Linked DNA regions of Mus musculus: all the other regions are linked to region 1. Evidence: chromatin contacts called from public Hi-C and HiChIP or PLAC-seq data. All regions are on one chromosome and are shown on one strand. The core of a region is the stretch at or near the end of the contact, and the rest is flanking DNA. Distances in the headings are between cores, read along the strand shown.

Evidence for each region. HiChIP or PLAC-seq counts read pairs in DNA pulled down with a chosen protein or histone mark. Hi-C and Micro-C count contacts between places; a contact is called where the count stands out from the background.
Region 2: a Hi-C map of the MC38 cell line shows a contact between it and region 1, with 9 times the contacts expected there. The contact joins two enhancer-like sites. A contact is called at or near these places in 3 of 484 Hi-C or Micro-C datasets (the MC38 cell line, adipose-derived mesenchymal stem cells and cortical neurons) and 2 of 115 datasets of contacts at active chromatin or transcription factors (bone marrow-derived dendritic cells and pancreatic cancer cells).
Region 3: a contact with region 1 is called in a CTCF HiChIP or PLAC-seq map of the NIH/3T3 cell line, with 14 read pairs. The contact joins two enhancer-like sites. A contact is called at or near these places in 1 of 15 datasets of contacts at CTCF or cohesin (the NIH/3T3 cell line) and 1 of 115 datasets of contacts at active chromatin or transcription factors (embryonic fibroblasts).

The regions. Positions count from the first base shown.
Region 1 is chr12:35,733,047-35,736,373 of GRCm38.p6, forward strand. The region is part of intron 1 of Gm40388 (a long non-coding RNA gene); the gene reads right to left. Among named protein-coding and RNA genes, the nearest start is that of Gm40388, 12 kb to the right of the region's middle. Within about 2 kb of position 1,510, at least 45 of the 459 cell types and tissues checked have an H3K27ac peak or open chromatin away from gene starts, as enhancers often do. A contact at or near this core is called in the MC38 cell line, the NIH/3T3 cell line and pancreatic cancer cells, where this site is marked.
Region 2 is chr12:35,292,526-35,296,085 of GRCm38.p6, forward strand. No RefSeq gene overlaps it. Among named protein-coding and RNA genes, the nearest start is that of Mir680-3, 99 kb to the left of the region's middle. Within about 2 kb of position 2,221, at least 87 of the 459 cell types and tissues checked have an H3K27ac peak or open chromatin away from gene starts, as enhancers often do. A contact at or near this core is called in the MC38 cell line and pancreatic cancer cells, where this site is marked.
Region 3 is chr12:35,245,702-35,248,836 of GRCm38.p6, forward strand. No RefSeq gene overlaps it. Among named protein-coding and RNA genes, the nearest start is that of Mir680-3, 52 kb to the left of the region's middle. Within about 2 kb of position 1,605, at least 67 of the 459 cell types and tissues checked have an H3K27ac peak or open chromatin away from gene starts, as enhancers often do. A contact at or near this core is called in the NIH/3T3 cell line, where this site is marked.

The DNA.
Region 1 (3,327 bases), core at 260-2,759:
GTATATATAAAAGCAAGTACTCATATCCATAAAATAAAATACATGTGTGTGTGGAGAGAGACAGAAAGGGAGAGAGAGAGAACCCTGACTAATATTCATGTAAATTCAGTTAAATTAAGAAATATTTGTGTTGTGTTGTAAGAGAGGAAATGATTTAGCAAAGGATGATTTTGCATCCATGCAAGTTATTTTTTCTAGATCACCCACCAACTAATTTCAAGGTCTATTAGCTTATAAGGCAGATAAAACTATGTAGAAAACTTATAAGACATTGAAATAATCTAACACTAATAGTTTAAATTTGGTTCATGTATGACTTGTGCTAATGTTTACAGGTGCTGTGAGGAGAGCTCGCAGCTAAGAAGAGGTTCCTAATGGCTGGAGATTTGGCTTAGCTGTCAAACGCACTTGTTCTTCTAGAGGACACAGGCTGGATTCCTAACACCCACATGGGTAACTGACAGCATATCTAAGTGCAGTTCTAGGGGATCCAACACTCTGCTCTCTATCAGATATAGATTTGTGTGGGGGAACATCTAAAGCAGTGTGTCAGGTAGAGAATATAAAAATATTGGGATTGTTTTAACCTGAGCAGCTTTAAATTCCTCCCAGTTACCATGGGCAGTATACATCGCCATATTGGTCAGAATTGAGATGCAGAGAAAAATTTTGCTGTGACAGACTAGGCTGTTGGCTGTCACATGATGAAGTAAAAGTTTCACAGTGCTGAGAAAGGGAAGGGGATTAGTAAGAGAAAACTCAGAGCCTCTGACTCATGGGTTTTTCTACCACAGGAGGCCAAAGGATCTTGTTTCCATTCTTGTCCCATCTATTATCCCACCACCAGCAAAGGAACAGTAAGTAAGGTCTAATCTGCCCTTCCGTTCTACTGTAATTAATTCTTACACAGATGTGTATGGCAAAGGTGGCTGGGAATGGATGCTCAGGTGCCCAAATGCTTGCAAATTTACATCGCATAGTAGCTATTGACTCCATGGGCTCCTAGTTACATCCAGAAATAAATCATGTTGTATAGCAAATACAAAATGATTTTTAGTTTTCTTAAAAAAAAAAAAACTTGAAGCATCATTGCTAATTTCAGCTTCAATGTGTTCTAAAATTCTCAACATAAGTGTGAAAAAACAGTGGCACTACCAATATTTAAGTTAACAATTAAGGTATTTGATGCATGGCTGGAAAAGTTTGAAAAACAAAGAAAGGAAAAGAGTAAAGGATTGGAAGCCATGATAGAGGACAGAGAAGACCAGGGAGAGGATAGAAAAGATGGTCTTTCACAACACACTAATCTCTGATGTGTTAAAGTAGAAATTATATGAATACAGATTTTTAACTCCAGCTGATGGATTTTTTTTTATTTCTCACTATCTTATTAATACAGCATGGATGGAAGGGTTTTGACCTATTGAGACAACTACGCTCTATTCTGCCCTCACATCAACCAGAATCAGAACTGCCATGTCACAGTATACTCATTTTGGCTAAATCCTCTATGACTAATACAAGGCTCACTGCATTGGTATGAGTCTGGTTATTAAGCCATGGTCATGTTTGTATATTATAGGGAGAGAGAGACAATAATCTGTGCTTCAGTGGCTTATGTTTAAATGACAAAAATGTGTCATGGAAAATCTCCCCACCTCCTCAAAACTCACAGGGTAACTGAAGAGTCAAGGGATGAGAAAAGGAGTAGAGGAGAGTTAAAAGAAACCGGAATGGGGGCGAGGAACAGAGGGTAAGAGAGAAATGTATTAGTATATTGAAGGGTCCAAAAATAATATGAAAATCATAATTTAGGTTAAGGGGGTCATAAAGTTAAGATTCTTCAGCTAAACATATTAGTCAATGTTTAGATCATAATCATTTTTCCAAATGTCTTATGACCAAAAGCTGCAGGCAGAGAACTCTTCCATGCATCATTCAATACGATGCATTCAAACTCTCATTTACAGGATGGTGGGAGTTGGGGTAAAAACAAACAAACAAACAAACAAACAAACAAAAAAAGATTCCAGAAATAGGTCTGAATGCAATTTGCACAGTGCATGTGTTTGAACTTGAAAGGCGTCTGCTGTGAAGCTTTAGTTACACCCAGCACCTGGAGTCAGGCACACTGACCATAAGCAGCACGTGGTAGAGACCAGAGCTCTTTAGTGCTTTGTCATCAGGAGATATTCCAACAGCTTGTGCAAGCTTTGAGAAAGCAGCTACAGCTACAGCTACAGTGAACTTGCAGTTATCACATGCCCCTCTCCTTTCAATGATCAAAACAGATCCCCTACAATTATTGTCAGCACTTTGAAATATCTTAACTTCAATATTCAGGATATATGAAATTATTTTATTGCTATTCCTAGATCTGCTGAAAGCACACTCCTTTTAGGAAGTGCTATGTGTATGAATTTTTAATAAAGCTTTTTAAGGTCTTATAGACATTTGACTATGAGAAAAGACAATAATGTTTTCCAATTGTCTCTGCTTAATGAAAGAATCATAACTAACAGTTCCCCATAGTGAAATTTCAAGTTATCTAAAGGAACCTATTCATCTTCTGCCAGTAAGCTTGCAAGAAGCCACAATTTTATTCCACTCCCTTTTTATGTCTTAGGAAAATAGACCTCAACTATATGCTTAGGTGTAAATATTTAACTATAATTCAATGGTTTTCAAACATTAACCGAAAATCTAAGTCTTTCAGAAAGAAAGGTCCTGTAAAAATATAAATTAATATTATTGAAGCTGTTGTCTAAATCTATAGGTTTTTCTCTCAATGCTTGCTGATTTTTTCTATCAATACTTCTGATTGCCACATGTCTATATACAATATGCATAAATATAAGGATCTGCTTGTCATCTTTGTTTAGACATTTAATGATAATACATGCATACACACACACACACACACACACACACACACGGCTTCAGTAAGCATAATAAACACAAATGCCACTCTTTCTCATGACTATAACTGACTATTCCTGTCTACATTCTATGTCAAAATAGCTGAAGGTGAGCAGAGAAAGTCTGAGTGTGATCCTTGTCTCAGAGAGCAGGTTCCAATAGAATGGCTCAGTATGTCCAACACATGCATAAAAGCTTGAAAATGCCCTTTAAACATAAAATCTATGGCAAAATGTAGATTGGATCTTTGTATTATGGAGAAATTTAAATTGATTGACTCTTGCAAAATGTTAGGGATGTTATATAATTGGTTGTTTTGTTTATAGTTAATTTAGCTAATATAAAACAAAGGATTGTTGTCAAGTCCTTCCTTAATGAAATTAAACCTTTTGGGTGTGGCTTTGTTTT
Region 2 (3,560 bases), core at 971-3,470, 440 kb before region 1:
ACTCCAGCAGCACTGAACAATATGGGGAGTCTTCTGAGACTTTAATGTGGCCATAAAATTGGGTGGAATCTTACAGAAATCTCCAAAAAATTAGCCTTGAACAGAAGAAAATTGTTCTGAATCTCATTACTTTGAACAGTGGTCCATTATTATTTTTTATTTTTACCCAAAGCAGCAACTCTGGCAGTATATATAAAATCAGATAACAAAAATCTTCAAACTAAAGAACATTTCAAATTAAATTAAACATAAAAGACCTTATAAAGTCAGCATTCAACTTAACTTCTAGTTTGATTATTCTGTTGGTAAGCTGAAATTTAAAGCGGTCCACACTGTCATACCCAGATCATCAATCACAACAGTTAATTTCAGAAACCTACTACTGTGTTTGGCTCACAGCATCAGGATTTCCCTGGAGATTAAAGGCACGTACTTCTCCATATTAATTAGAGATATAAGGAATTCTACAGAGAAACCTCTTTTTTTCTGTTTCTATGTGAATCATCTATCTCCTTCTATCTCCTTCTCTGAATCATTCAGTTATTTTATAAACAGTATTTCATTACTTATTATCTATGTTCCATGTGTTTGTGGCAATGAACAGTAAAATTTATAAACAACTAATTCTGCTACCATCTGTAGCTCTGTGCAGGTCTGGAAAGCCACATCGTGTATCTCTTGACACAAAAGTAGGACATACATATTTTGGAAGAAGAGCAATACTAGTTGAGACTAAACCACTTAGATATACTTTTGTTTTTACCAAAACTGAATTAAAACAAGGAAAATAGTTACCTAGCAACATTTGACATTGAAAAGATTCCATATCGAAAAGTAACCAACATGAAAGGCAAGATAGAAGATAGTCCAAACCTCATCTTGATAAGAGTCACAATTCATAGAGCTGTGTGTATCATGAAGTAGGGAGGGAGAAAAAAAAGATTAAACATACAAAGAAGATCTGTAGAAATGTAATCTGGCATATCTTCAGCATCTACTAGATTTTTTCCTGGATGATAAACAGCTCAGCTAGCTTGAATTAAACTGACAGTTTAATTCAGAGAAGTAGACAATGCTTCAATTAAAGACAGGGAGACAGTTAGCCTGAATGTCCACTTTCCCACATTTTCTACTTGATCAGTTTCTTGTCATTGAAAGAAGTGTGGCTGGTATGTCCATTTAGTACATTTAGTACATTTCCATGCAAAGAGCTCTGGTGGACAAAGCTGGTCATGCTGCTGTCATGTGACTGGGTAGGTGGCTGTAAGGATTCGAACAAAGAGTGGATGTTTACAGCTGGGTTTGGAGAATGTCCAACAAACAGTCTTTGTGTTCACATAGCTTTGTTATGTTTCCTTTCTTGGTTCCTTCCGAACAAGCCATATAAAAATGAAAGGACAAAGAATTGTATATGTATGTGTGTGTACATGTGTGTGTTTGTACACATGTCTATGCTACGTATGTGCCTACATGTGTATGTGTGGATGACAGAGGTTGGCATCAAAATGTCAAGCTCAGTTGTTCTCTACCTTATTGTCTGAGGCAGGGTCTCTTCACAGACTGGCTAGTCTGGCTGGCCAGCGAATCTTGAGACTTTTCCAGCTTCCCCTCCCTAGGCTAGGGTGGCAAGTGTCTCAGCACACCAAGCTGTTTCACCTGGCTGATGGAGATCTGTACAAGGTTTTTACTACCACGCTGTCTTCAGGCCCAAGACAAATTTTAAGATAAAATGTCTGGTAGGGTTGCTATTGATAGATTAACTGTAAAGGATGTTTTTAAGTATGTGGGAAGTGTGACCCATTTCTGAGAATATGCAGAAATATTTATCTGGTGGAGCATGGAGGTTTTTTGAAAATTTCACATTAAGTCACTTGAAAACTTTTTATTGTATTTTTTTCCAGTAATTCTCTTTGTTCCCTTTCTCCTTCCCTACCCCCTGTTTCCTTTTTCCTAATTTTTCCTTCCTTACTCCTTCCCTTTCCCACCTTTTCCCTTTTCATTAACTAATTAATTTATTCATTTTAATACTCTAATCATAGACCACTGCCCTCTTCCTGGTCCTCTCTCACAGCCCCTCCCCTCACCCCACTTATCCCCTTCTTTTTTTTCTTTTCCTTCTCCCCTCCTGCTTTAGAAATGATTTAACAAGGTGATGCATCTTTTCTTTGTGGTAAACAGCTCAGAGTATGTGGACAGAATACTTGGAAGGAAAGACACTAATGACATGGCATATTTGGGGCTTGCTGAACTTGTAAGCATGTTTGGCTTTCAGTGTGTGCCCGATCATTTTGCAATAGTCAAATGGCATTTTTGGCTTGGTTACTTTTTCAGTCTGAGTGCTTGTGGGTTTTTTTTTCCCCTAAGCTTTTTGTTGTTTTGTTTGTTCCTGTAGCTATGGCCAGAGTTACTCACCACTCAGTAGAATAACCTCCCCCATATTTTAAAGGAACCACAGCACTCCAAACCAATTAAGGAACAGAAAACCCAGTGAAGCACAACTGCTCCCAGGCTTGGCTCTGTTTATCTCTCATGACCTTGCTCTAATTTGCTCTAAGGGAACATAGCATACCCAAGTTAGCCTGACTTTCCCTCTCCCTACAACATGAAAGTATCATGCAGTGTCCCTAGTTAGAAAAAAAAAGTCTCATTGTCCAGTAATATAAAGAAAAATTAGGCTGGGCAGTGGTGGCACATGCCTTTAATCCCGGCACTTGGGAGGCAGAGGCAGGAGGATTTCTGAGTTTGAGGCCAGCCTGGTCTACAGAATGAGTTCCAGGACAAAGAAACCCTGTCTCAAAAAACCAAAAATACCAAACCAAACCAAAATAAAACAAAATCAAAAAATCAAAAAGAAAAAAAAAGAAAAATTAGAAGGTTGAAAGTAATACAGAAATGCTTATTGCTTGATTTTGTCTCTCCTGGCACATGGTGGGGGGACATCCTTTGTGTTCATCACTATATTAAATGCTTTATCATATGGCCAGCTAACATAATAATGAAATAAACCATTACTCTTACTGATCCTTCTTAGCTTTAGTTTTATTCTTTTATGTTTATAACTATCTAAACAGTCCTATAACCTCTAAGAAAATAGAAGCAGTCATTAAAAGGCTGAAAAAAACAACAAAACAAAACAAAACAACAAAAAACCCAGGGCCAGATGATTTTAGGGTTTTAGTGTAGAAGTCTATCAGACCTTCAAAGAAGACCTAATACCAATACACCTCAAACTATTCCACAAAATAGAAACAGAAGGAACACTAACTAATTATTTTTATGAAGCCACTGTTATTCTGATATCTAAACCCAACAAAGAAAGAGAACTTCAGAACAATTTCAGTTATGAACATCAATGAAATAATACTCAAAAGATTTCTCACAAACTGAATCACAGAACACATCAAAATGATCACTTACCATGATCAAGGAGGCTTCATCCGAGGGATACAGGCTAGTTCAATATACAGAAATCCATCAATGTAATCCTATATATATATTTTTTTAAAGAAAAAATCACATGATCATCACAATATTTGCTGAAAAAGCATTTGGCAAAATAC
Region 3 (3,135 bases), core at 355-2,854, 490 kb before region 1:
TGGCAAGGATGTGGAGAAAGAGGAACACTCCTCCATTTCTGGTGGGATTGCAAACTGCTACAACCACTCTGGTAGTTAATCTGGAGGTTCCTCAGAAAATTGGAAATAGTTTACCTGAAGACCCAGCTATACAGCTCCTGCTAATATACCCAATATACCCAAAAGAAGCTCCACCATACCACAAGGACAGGTGCTCTCTACTTTCTTCCTATGGGTAGTTCTCAAATTTTTGGAGTTTTTCATCTTTTTCTCTAGGATGTTTCCCATTACTAAGGTATAAATGAGAAGGGTGATAGGGGTTAACTGTGTCTCTGCACTGGGTTAATGGTCCTTGCACTGTCTGAGGCAGTGATACTGTCCCTGAGAGATATTGACGGAATTTGTTTTGGTCACTAATAGGATCTTTATCAAGCTATGGACAGGAAAGCAGTAAAATAGTGTGTCTAAGTTTATTCAGAGTTTTGAGTAAGCCATTTCCCAGTGAACTGACAGAATGAAGCTCTGCAGATAAATGCCAAGCTCATTCGACTTCAATGACTTTGTACTGCCTTTCCCACACACTGCAGAAACAAGTTGCATTGCAAAAGTGCCAAAACCAAAGAATGTTGTAGGTTCCATGTGGAACCTCTCAGAGGCAGATCTGACATCTGATGTAGGGTAGGAATGACCTTATAAATAGTTGGGAAATAAAATGTTTATATTACATCAGTATTTTCATAAACCACACCTTCTCTGAGGCCAGTTTTATGCTCTCGAGACCCACACCACTTCCTGCCAGCTACTAAAGCAGCTTTGAAGTGATGACTGTTCTGACTCATGGTCTTGTAACATTCTCTTTAGACCCATATCAATCTATCTGTAATGTATCACTGCCCAAACACCCACAGCAACCTGGGAGGTAAAATAGAACTAATGTTCAAGAATGTAGTCCTACCCACTTCTCTTTTCTTCAGACCATGACTATGAAATGATCACTGTTGGGGGTACATTTTTGCTTTTAATAAGGGATACAGTAAAAATGTGTGATTTAACTGGTCTCAGTCTTTGGAGGGAAGCCGTAATCTGCAAGTATTTTATTTGGAAGCCACGCCAAAGTCACAGCAAGGAAACTATCCAACATGACTCACATGGCCCACTTAGAGGTGCGGAAATGGAAGAAGTTGTCATTCTACAGCATAGCATTCAGTGGAGAGCTAGATGGTATTCTATACAATGTCCCTTAGTTACTTTAAGGTAGAACATAGACTGCCTTGGAGCTGGGATGTTCTTTTGATCTGATCAAACAACACAGATTCATATAAGTCACCATGAAGCTCATTAGTAAATCATGATCAGTTACCGGTTCCCCTGCGTCACTTCCTTAGCTTATATGTAAGTAGCATAAAGTAGAAAGCAAATGTCTAGTATGCATGGTGTAGGGAGCAGATAGTTTATGTCAACCTCAGGCCCCCAAAATGCTGACATACAACCAGAATCTATTACATGAGCAGTGCTTAATTTCACAGAGTTTGCTAAAGTGCTAAAAATGGCTTAATCATTCCCAGAACATTTTCTTGCTTTTTAGAACAACATGGACATTCATTCCTTTAGCATCTATTTATAATATCTGACCAAGCTAAACTCTAATCTGTAATGTTTGAGTCATCTTTGGTAGCTACTGAAACACTGTGCTTCAGTTTCCAGTTTCTTCATTTGTAAAATGAGAAAGATAAGAATGGACACTTCATACCATTATGGTGATTAAAGTGTGCATGTGCTTGAAGCTGAGAGCAGCAGGCATGATGATCATATTGCTGTACTCTAAATTATAGAGGAAATTGGTAGCTTAACACAATGCTCATTTATTATGTTAGTGTTTCTGTTGGCCAGAAATCTGAGAATGGCCTAGATGTGTTTATAACTCCATAGCAGTATTCAAGGCATTCATGGACTATAATTGTCTCATATTTAAATAATGTAAAGTTTCTTCTTAAACACACAAAGTGGTTGGCAGAGTTCACTTCATTGACAGCTCTTGGCCAGTTGTCATCCTTGGTTCTTTATTGTGTCTGTCTGTCTTTGAATGACAACTTTTTTTTTTTTTTTTTTTTTGTGAGCAACTGAAGAAATCAGTTATGGTGATTCTCACCTGTGACCACAGGAGGCTGAGACAGGATAGTTAATTTGAGAATAGCCTGTTCTACATCATTAGAACCTGTTGAAGAAGAAAGAGGAACAGGCAAAGAAATAAAATAATAAACAGAGCTGGCCATCAACATAAGCCATAGTGTTTTATAATATTTTATGGGAATTATATTTCATGTTGCCATGTTTATTTTTTAGAAAACACGTGCTAGGTCCAGCCCATGTTCAAAAGGGAGTCATAGTAGAAGCTTCCTATCAGAAAGAAGAACTATATAAGTAAGTTTGAACACCCCATGCTTGCTGAAGGCATTTATTAAAAATAGATACAGAATAAAATAGTGATTAGCAACATTGATAAGCACTTCGATGAACTGAAAATTCCACGTTCGGTGACAATTACAATATTGATACACCATTGAGAATGTTTCAAATGAAAGCATCCCTGGATGCTGTAAGAGCAGAGACAGTGAAGGTAAGGTCCAGGACATCTCTCATACTGTATATGTTAAACCAAAGCAGCCAGAAGACAGAGTAGGGGCCGGATGATCAGTTCTAGCTTTTGTTTGCAGTCACACATTGCTACTATACAAGAACCAATGGAGTCATTCAGGGTCAGTTTTGGAAAACAATAATCATGGTTAGCAATCTCAGCAAGGTGGGATTTAGATTCGAGTTACAGACTGGAAAGGAGTAAGAATATGAAGAAAGTATCTATGGACAACAATACTATAAACTTGGTAGAAATGGGAAGAAGATAAGCAAAGAACTGCATCGTTAGACTGTTAATAGAGGTTGGGCCTATAGAGATAAGCTTCCAGATCGTAAATGAAACAGGTTTCTGAATGACAATCAGGGAAGGAATGCAGAATATCAACTAATCTAAATTGGGGGTTAAGGTCTGATAGAAGGACCTTTAACAAGGTAATGGTAAGACAAACATAGAAACCCGTGGTTTCAACCTGCGGGCAGAGACCCATCTAGCAGTCAAATGACACTTTCACAAGTGTCACC